Regions from separate parts of the Oryctolagus cuniculus genome. Here region 1 is linked to region 2. A link is a contact called in public Hi-C data. All regions are on one chromosome and are shown on one strand. Each heading gives the region's core, a stretch centred on a gene start, on an enhancer-like site or on the middle of the called end of the contact. The rest is flanking DNA. Distances are from core to core; before and after follow the strand shown. Region 1 overlaps SYNPR (synaptoporin). Region 2 holds the start of C10H3orf49 (chromosome 10 C3orf49 homolog).

Region 1 (4,514 bases), core at 1,270-3,769, 540 kb after region 2:
TTTTACAATGAGAAGGAGCTCAGAGGAGAAGTGCTTTATTTTATTGTCCACAAGAGTGGATGAAATGGAGAAAGGCTACATGGAAAGATGATGCCCCCACCCCAACCCCCAAAGGGACACTCAGGATCCACTATGGCTGAGATGGAAGAAAAGAAGCATCACTCAAAGACAAAAGCCAGCCCAATGTCTGGGCACTGGATACTCTTCAAAAGGGCAAAAAGACAAACAGGTCCGGCTTCAGGATTCGAACAGAGATTCCTGAGAGGTTGATAAGAAGATGTCTAAAGTGAGAATGAGGGGTGGGCACTGTGGCATAGTGGGTAAAGCCATCACCTGCAGTTATCCCCTATGAGCGCTGGTTCAAGTCCCGGCTGCTCCATTTCTGATCCAGCTCTCTGCTGAGGCCTAGGAAAGCAGTAGAAGTTGGCCCAAGTCCTTGGGCCTGCACCTGCATGGGAGACCCAGAGGAAGCTCCTGGCTCTTAGCGGCAGATTGGCACAGCTCTGGTCATCGTGGCCAACTGGGGAGTGTGCCATCAGATGGAAGACCTCCCTCCCTCCCTCCCTTCCTCCCTCTCTTCTTTCTCTCTCTCTCTCTCTCCACCTCTGCCTCTGCCTTTCAAATAAATAAATAAATCTTTTAAAGAAAAAGCGAGAATGATCTCTGGGTCTCAGGCAGGGATGGTGAGAGAGCTACGCAGCTCTCTATACAGGCATACCCAGGGCCAGAGATAGGACATAGAATCTACCAAAGCCAAGAAAGCAATCCCAATTCCAGAGACACAAGAAACTAGGGCACTGATGTTTACCATATGGGCAAGGCACTAAGATTTGTAATAATGATAGTAACCATTTATAAAGCACTCAACACTTTTCATGCAAAAACTACTAGTCTAAGGATTTTTTATCCACATGTTAACTCATTTTAATGTCACAATAACTCATGAGGGATCCTCCCAATTTTCAGTAATAAAAGGTTTAGAGAAGTTAAATGTCTCATATAACTTCTAGCCAAAACGTAGCAAGATGGCAACCCATTATTTTGTTTCTAGAATCAGTCTGCCTACCTCTACACTGGAATGCTTGACTTCAGCACTGCTTACATCTACTGATTTTATGGTTTTCTTTACCTTGATCTATTGAGAAACTCATTCTCTTTCTATTTCTAAAGTGACTTATTTGTTAGTATCAGGGCAAAGGAAGGCCAAAGTGAGGGGCCAGGAACTCAATCCCAGTCTCCCACATGAGTGGCAGGGACCCAAGTAATTCAGTCAATACCTGCTGCCTCCCACAACACACATTATCAAGAAGCTGGACCAGAAGTAGAGAAGGCTGGACTTGAACCTTAGCGCTTCAATATGGGATGTGGGCATAGTAACGGGAATCAACTGCTAGACCAAATACCCACCCACATATTAGCACATTTCATTCTCATGATACCCTTCTCTGTTGCATCATTGTTTGTCTAAATTCCGTACTCCTCCCTTTATCTGTTTCTTTTATCACGTAGTGTTACAGCTCCTCTTTGTAAAAGGGAAGAGTGTATTTCTCTCCCTTTGACTTTGGGTTTGACCATGTCACTTGCTTCAGTGAACAGCACAAGGCAGGAAAAAATGGTGTGCTACTTTTGAGCCTGTATCTTAGGAAGCCTTGTGTGCCTCTACCTGTTGGTGCCTTTTCTGTTACCATGAGAAGAGCATACTGGCTACTATGAGATGACGATGAGAGACATGTAAAGCAACAGAAATTTGCAGAATGGAGCAGACACAGCTCAGCTCAGCTTGACCATTGAAATCTAGCTGCCCCTTATTGGTACACAGTAGCAAACAGTCATGGCTTCAGTCCTTGGGCTTTTAGTTTATCTTGTACAGCATTGTTGTAGCAACTACCAGCTGATGCATCTGAGGAGACCATTATCCTCATTAATATTCATTTTACAGATGAGGAAACTTAGACACTGAGAGGTTCTGCCGCCTTTTCTTACAGCCAAGTGTCAGACTTGAGATTTGTACCCAGACAGCTTGACTTGAGCATCTGCATTTTTACATTTCAGACACAGAGCCACATAAGAAAGCTGTAAATTCACATTTAAAGCATCCACTGATTTTACTAAAGTAACACAAAGCATGAAGAGCAAAGAAATTTAAAACAAGGAATGCACAGTCTTCTATTTTTGGACATTAAAGTTGTCACAGGTATTCGGTCTCTTCCTAAGAAAAAGCCTGTGCATGGACTCCTGTGATATTACCACACTGTTGCTTTTAGCGATGTGTCTCATTCGCCCAGTTGGATGTGGTGTGAAACTTAAGTTTTATGAAGCAGGGCTAAAATGAGGGGGATTGGAGTCATCAGTGAGTCAGGCCAGGGGCGTCACTGCTAAGGACGTGATTCACCCAACTGATCTGTTCGCATCATGATCCAACTCCTGGCTAATGCCCAAATCTCCATTTCAGGACTGCGTGGGCCAAGCCTAGGGTAATCTATCATGAATGTCAAGTAGCAGCAGGATATGCTGCTGAAAACAGGAGCCACAAAGTCAAAGGTGGGGGTTCTAACTGAGGCAGCAGCTCAGGCAGCCTCACCAGGTGTCCGTCTCGGAAGAAGAGGATGACTAAGGGTGATCCAGCTCCTCCCTGGGGAGACACTTCAGCCCTCTCTGGGTCAATGCCAAACTCATCCTCCTCTGAATTCCCATACCAGCTCCTTCTGTGCTTTTAACAGCGCATACATTTCCCGAGGATGGCTGTGTATCCATTTCCATTTCATCCACATCCTCTTACATACAACAAATGCTTAAGATGCTTTCTCAGTAAACGAATGAACGAATGCAGAGGACGGAAGATACTTACAGAGGGCCAGTGACGCAGACCTCTCATGTTGATCACTGTGCCCCAGGGACCAGTACGCTGCCTGGCGCTTAGTAGAGGAAAAGTAATCAGGTCCTAGTGAAGGAGTGAACATTCTGCCCTGAGAAGCAGAGAACCAAGGCTGGAGTAGATTTTTAGGTTGCAGTGGCCTGAAGAGATTCTCCATTATACAGACAGATCATTTTTATTTTCCAATTAAAAATTAAATCTGAAAAAGGGGGAGGGAAAGGTACTCCTTTGTCAAATCTAGATGCCTAGAGCATCTCTGTGCCTTGTTGATCAATGGTTCTTTGCTCTGTTCTCCAGCTGCTGTGCAATAAATTCTCTATATCCTTCAGTTAGGTGGACCTGAATTCTCTTGGGTGCATCAATGGAGTCCTAAAAGATAAACCATTATATTCTCAAAATATAGCCCAACGTTCTATTTGCATGGAAACCACCTGAGCTACAAGATGTGGATCCAAGGACTTCACCCTTGACCTCCTTATAGATTTTCTGGCAAGCTCCTTCTTCATGTGCTTTGAGAACAACTGGAGGAAGTTCCTTCCAACACTGCAACCCTACAACTGTATGGGACAAAACAGTAGCTCCAAAGCCTGCAAGCCTTGGTGATTAGCATCTGCTCATTTCTTTGGCCACTTTGTAGGTTACTCTCCCATCAACACTCACTGTACTCCATCTTTTCCTGAATGCTTTCGGTTTCTACCCTCAGGACCTTTTCACTTGATGTTTCTTATCCTGGAAGTCCCTCCAAGGTCTTCCTATATTTGAGCCACCCCTACTGCTTTCCCAGGTACATTATTAGGGAGCTGCATCATAAATTGAGGATCTAGCACCCAAACTGGCACTGTGATATGGAATGATAGCCTTGCAAGCAGCAATTTAACCCACTGCACCACAACACCGGTCTGCCATAGCAGTATATTAGCAAATATTACTGAATAAAAAGAATCTATGAATATTAAATACTGATGGAATATTATCCTATGTGTACTATTGAGCTTAAAATAGTCTGCAGTTAGTAGAATCAAATGTCACATTCACCTTTAGGAATTTCTCATCTCATAATATTTTCAGCATTATTATTTGCACTGTCCACGCTTTGATCTCTACTGGGTGCTTAAGAAAAATGAACTCCTGTTTTAACTTTGTATTTCCTCATCTAAGGAAATCTTGACTTCAGTTTCCTTCAAACAACAAAAAAACAGGAATTCATGCTTCTCAGAAACATTAGGGAATAAAGCATAGCAAGCTTCAATGATTCCCCCCCCACAGCTGGTTCACACTCGATTTGAAAAGCACACATGCCCTCTACTGGATGTATGCAGTATTGCAACTTGAACTCAAACTGTCAAACCCATTAGGCATGGAGTGTCAAGTATTCCATTACCCCTGAAACCAGATGAAGTAAGCAGATGAAAACAGCAAGACCTACAACAAAGAAAAGAGCCGTATTCATGGTGTTTATCAGTTCTTGGGTTTAATTCACACAATCAATTAGGCAGATCACTCAGAATCTGGCCTTTGAGACCCTGAGTATATATCTTCCAGTACAAGCAATGAAGGTTATGAACAACTACTTTAGGTCAGTCTAAGAAACAAAAAGAATTAAGCAGGAAAAAATGTAATAATGAAATATGGCCTCTGA
Region 2 (4,225 bases), core at 1,249-3,748:
ATATCTTAAGTACCATCAATAGCATGCATGCTCCTCTCCAGGAAAACCCTGTTCTAAACTGAACCCAAACCATTCTGCCTTCTCTGTAATTACGTACAGGAAGTCATTCATTTTGAGCTCAGGGCTGGAGTTAAATGGTCTTGAGTCAACCCAGAACCACAATTCCTAACCATGTGATCCTTGGCATATGATTTCAATTGGCAACTTGTGGTTTTCTTCTTTGAAAACGGGTCTACTTTTCTGAGAATTGGGCAAATTAAAGGAAATAGTTGATAGGTTTGGAACCTAGTAAAGCATTCAGTAAGTGATGGCTTTGATTACCATGCAGATTAGATCTGTGTGGTGAAAATGAAAAAAGCAAGCAAGGAGGCTGACAGCCATAGAAGGGGACCTGTGGGTTCCCAGTTTCCCTCCTGGGACCAAGAACACGGAGCTTCGCCAGTTGTACATACATGACTTTGAGGGGATTCCCTTCACCTTCTGTTCTTAAAGCTGTGTCATGTTGTTACAATAATTTTCTAACAGATTGGTAGTAAAGTGTTCAGAGAGAAATATCATTTCTTAGCTTGTCCAAAGGTAATTTATGAGCTAAAATTAATTTCCCAGTGATCCTTCCATGACTCAATAATTTCAATTTTTATGTATTTCCCACTACCATAAATATGTATGCAGACCCACCAACACAAAACAACAGAAAGAGACTTTCAGGAGGCTCAAGCCTCCAAATGCAGCCTTGCAACTTGTCAGGTTGAAAGCCCTCCCTTGGCCGGCGCCGTGGCTCAATAGGCTAATCCTCTGCCTGCGGCTCTGGCACCCTGGGTTCTAGTCCCGGTCGGGGTGCCGGATTCTGTCCCGGTTGCCACTCTTCCAGTCCAGCTCTCTGCTGTGGTCCGGGAGTGCAATGGAGGATGGCCCAAGTGCTTGGACTCTGCACCCGCATAGGAGACCAGGAGTGGCTCCTGGCTTCGGATCAGCGTGGTGTGCCGGCTGCAGTGGCCATTGAGGGGTGAACCAACGGAAAAGGAAGACCTTTGTCTCTGTTTCTCTCTCTCACTGTCCACTCTGCCTGTCCAAAACCTCTCCCTTTCCTAAAATGATTTTTTTCTTTGATATTGAATTTACTGGGCTGTGCTCCTTCCCTCTTGAGCTTCTATTTTCTACTGAAAGTCTGAGTCTCTGAAACATTTTGTCCACAGAAGTTCAGAAGTTTACTGTTGGATGATCCAGGTCTCATGAAAACAACTCACATCTCTCTGTCTGAGCTATAGTTCATGTACCTGGTAAGTGAGAAGCCCAACTAAATTGGAAAATAAATAACCACACTTAACTTTCCAAATTAAAGTGTATTAAGTTTGGAGTATTTTATGCTTTTATTTATGGTTCTGTCACTGGCAAGAAATACCAGGTCTTACTGTTTAAATGTTATTTGAGGGGCTGGCGCTGTGGCACAGTAGGTTAATCCTCTGCCTGTGGCGCTGGCATCCCATATGGGCGCCGGTTCTAGTCCCGGCTGCTCTTCTTCCAATCCAACTTTCTACTGTGACCTGGGAAAGCAGTAGAAGATGGCCCAAGTCCTTGGGCCCCTGAACCCACGTGGGAGACCTGGAGGAAGCTCCTGGCTTCTGGCTTTGGATCGGCACAGCTCTGGCCATTGCGGCCATTTGGGGAGTGAACCAATGGATGGAAGACCTTTCTCTCTGTCTCTCCCTCTCACTGTCTGTAACTCTATCTCTCAAATAAATAAAATCTTAAAAAAATGTTATATGAAAGAGCATGCACATGGGTCAATGTGATTAGTATGTATTTCAGCAGACAAAATTGCTGAGAAATCATTGATCATGGACAGAGTTTGAGTGAATTTTCTAAATAACAGTGTTGGTATGGGGTGTGGAATGTCTAATATTCTGATGCTGAACTGTCAGCTTACTAACAACACTTCTTCCCTCTTGCATGCTATGTTAAAATTCAAGTTCAGGTGGAAAAGAAAAGTTCTCCCTGTTACACTGAAGACTTTTCTGAGCACAAAATGAGGCTTCCATAGAGACAATAAGATTCCTGATCCAATGCGGTATCTGCCCCCAATCCGTACAGAGTCTTTGTTTCTAGATGCAATGTTTTAAGAAAAGACACAGCATTTTCTCAGCACCACAGTAAATTTTGCTTCATGAAAAAAAAAAATCTAATGACTGTTAATCAACAGAAAAGAATGAGTCTCCATTACCTACCTTTCAATCCCCTTCCTTTTGAGTGAGCCGTTTTTCTTTCTGGGTTGCTGGAACCTTCCATACGGGCTGACTTTTCTATAGGCAACCTTCAGGGGTTCAGGGAGATACAGCTGATGGTGGTCCATTGCTCTCAACATTACACATCACAGGCATCTGGGATCTCTGCAAGTCCTGAGCTCACAAATTTCAAAAGAAAATCATCCTGAAGACTGAGGGCTCTGCCAAGTGTTGGGCTTTTTTCTGGGTGAAGAATGTAGGAAGTAGGGCTTGTCCTGTTTACGACTTCGCAGAGGTGACCAATGATGCATTTGGCAGAGCCTTGGGAAATTCCACGGCGCTCTGTGGAAAAGTTCATAGATTCTTAGATGAGGTAAAGGAAAAAATGGTGACTGCTTGTGTCTCTGCTGCCTTTAGGATTGGCAATTAAAAAAAATCTCATGCATTGCATGAAATTTGACCTGCATCTGCAGATGTGCGTGTCTGAATTGCAAAGGGACAGTCTCTAGGGATACCAGTGTTTGTTGCTCTGCAAAAATTGAGCTTCCATTACCTCTCTTGACTAGAGCAGGTGGGACATACATGACAAGATCGGTTGTGGTTTGGACATCTCACGATGCACCCTAAGGGCTATCTCATTCCATTTTGCAGTTTTCTGCAAAGCACGTGGCTGAAAGAGGTCAATATTTGCCTCACCTGGCCCCATCAACAGTTTCCCATTTCACGTAAAGAGCAAATACAGCCAAGGATGGAACTTCTGCCCACAAGGTGGCAGCAGACACTAGGGTTTATTTCCATCACTCCTTGGCACTTCAGTTGTTCAATTTGAAAGAACTGAACTGTTAACAAGGAAAACTCCAGAAAGGTGTTGGGAGATATAAGAATCACTGTGCTTTCTGGGTTTGCATTAGTCTATACTCAGGATTGTGCACGTTCAATGAATTAGACGAGAATCTTGAGAAAAGGCAGATTCAGTATAGCACAGCGGGGGTGAGATCTAAGAATTTTCGTTTTGCAAGTCTAACAAACTCCCAGAGGAAGCTGACAGTGCTGGCCCACAGCCCGCAGTTTTTGGAGTGAGGCTCTTATCTCTTGCAGACTTGGAGACAGAGCTTTAAAATGCTCTAGAATGAGTGGTGAAGAGGGTGGGTTTGAGAATTGCACCTGCGTTCTCATTCCAGCCAGTTGAGTGGCTTTAGTCAATTTACTCAAACTGTCTGTAAGCAGAAACTATTACTTGGGCTGAAGCCATAATTTTAGCATCAAATTCATAGTTTTAGGATGAGAGTCGGAAGTTTTGTCTTATCTAGAAATGTGGCCCAGGAATCTACTTTTAGGGAGTACAACGGGAGATGGGGTGCAGAAGGTCCCCTGTCCCCCTGTCCCACATTTTGAGAAGTATGAGGCCGGCGCTGCGGCTCAATAGGCTAATCCTCCACTTTGCAGCACCGGCACACCGGGTTCTAGTCCCAGTCGGGGCACCGGATTCTGTCCCGGTTGCCCCTCTTCCAGGCCAGCTCTCTGCTGTGGCCAGGGAGTGCAGTGGAGGATGGCCCAAGTGCTTGGGCCCTGCACCCCATGGGAGACCAGGAGAAGTACCTGGCTCCTGCCTTCGGATCAGCGCAGTGCGTGGGCCCTGGCGGCCATTGGAGGGTGAACCAATGGCAAAGGAAGACCTTTCTCTCTATCTCTCTGTCTCACTGTCCAATCTGCCTGTCCAAAAAAAAAAAAAAAAAAAAGAGAGAGAGAGAGAGAGAGAGAGAAGTACAGAAGCACAGCACACTTGCTTGGCAAATGGGCACGTGTTTCTACCTGGTCTGTTTTCCTTTCCTGATGGAATCCCCAGGTGCTTGAATGAATGTATGTGCATTTTCTTGAACTACAGGCCAATCTTTTCATGTAATTAATGGTCTTGCTATCTTCATTCTGCTGTATTCAGTCAAATGTCTGGAAAAATGGGATTTGTTGTACATTGGTATAAGAGAGATGTGTTCTATTCATGC

What was found. Hi-C and Micro-C count contacts between places; a contact is called where the count stands out from the background.
Region 1: a Hi-C map of an unstated tissue shows a contact between it and region 2, with 15 times the contacts expected there. The contact joins the enhancer-like site here to the promoter of C10H3orf49 in region 2. A contact is called at or near these places in 2 of 6 Hi-C or Micro-C datasets (ear pinna and an unstated tissue).

What each region holds. Positions count from the first base shown.
Region 1 is chr10:86,431,087-86,435,600 of mOryCun1.1, forward strand. All of the region lies in intron 2 of SYNPR (synaptoporin), which reads right to left. Among named protein-coding and RNA genes, the nearest start is that of SYNPR, 78 kb to the right of the region's middle. Within about 2 kb of position 2,520, at least 1 of the 8 cell types and tissues checked has an H3K27ac peak or open chromatin away from gene starts, as enhancers often do.
Region 2 is chr10:85,889,513-85,893,737 of mOryCun1.1, forward strand. C10H3orf49 (chromosome 10 C3orf49 homolog) reads right to left here and starts at 2,499. Exons shown (of 4, transcript XM_008260876.4): 1 at 2,226-2,499. The coding sequence starts at 2,362.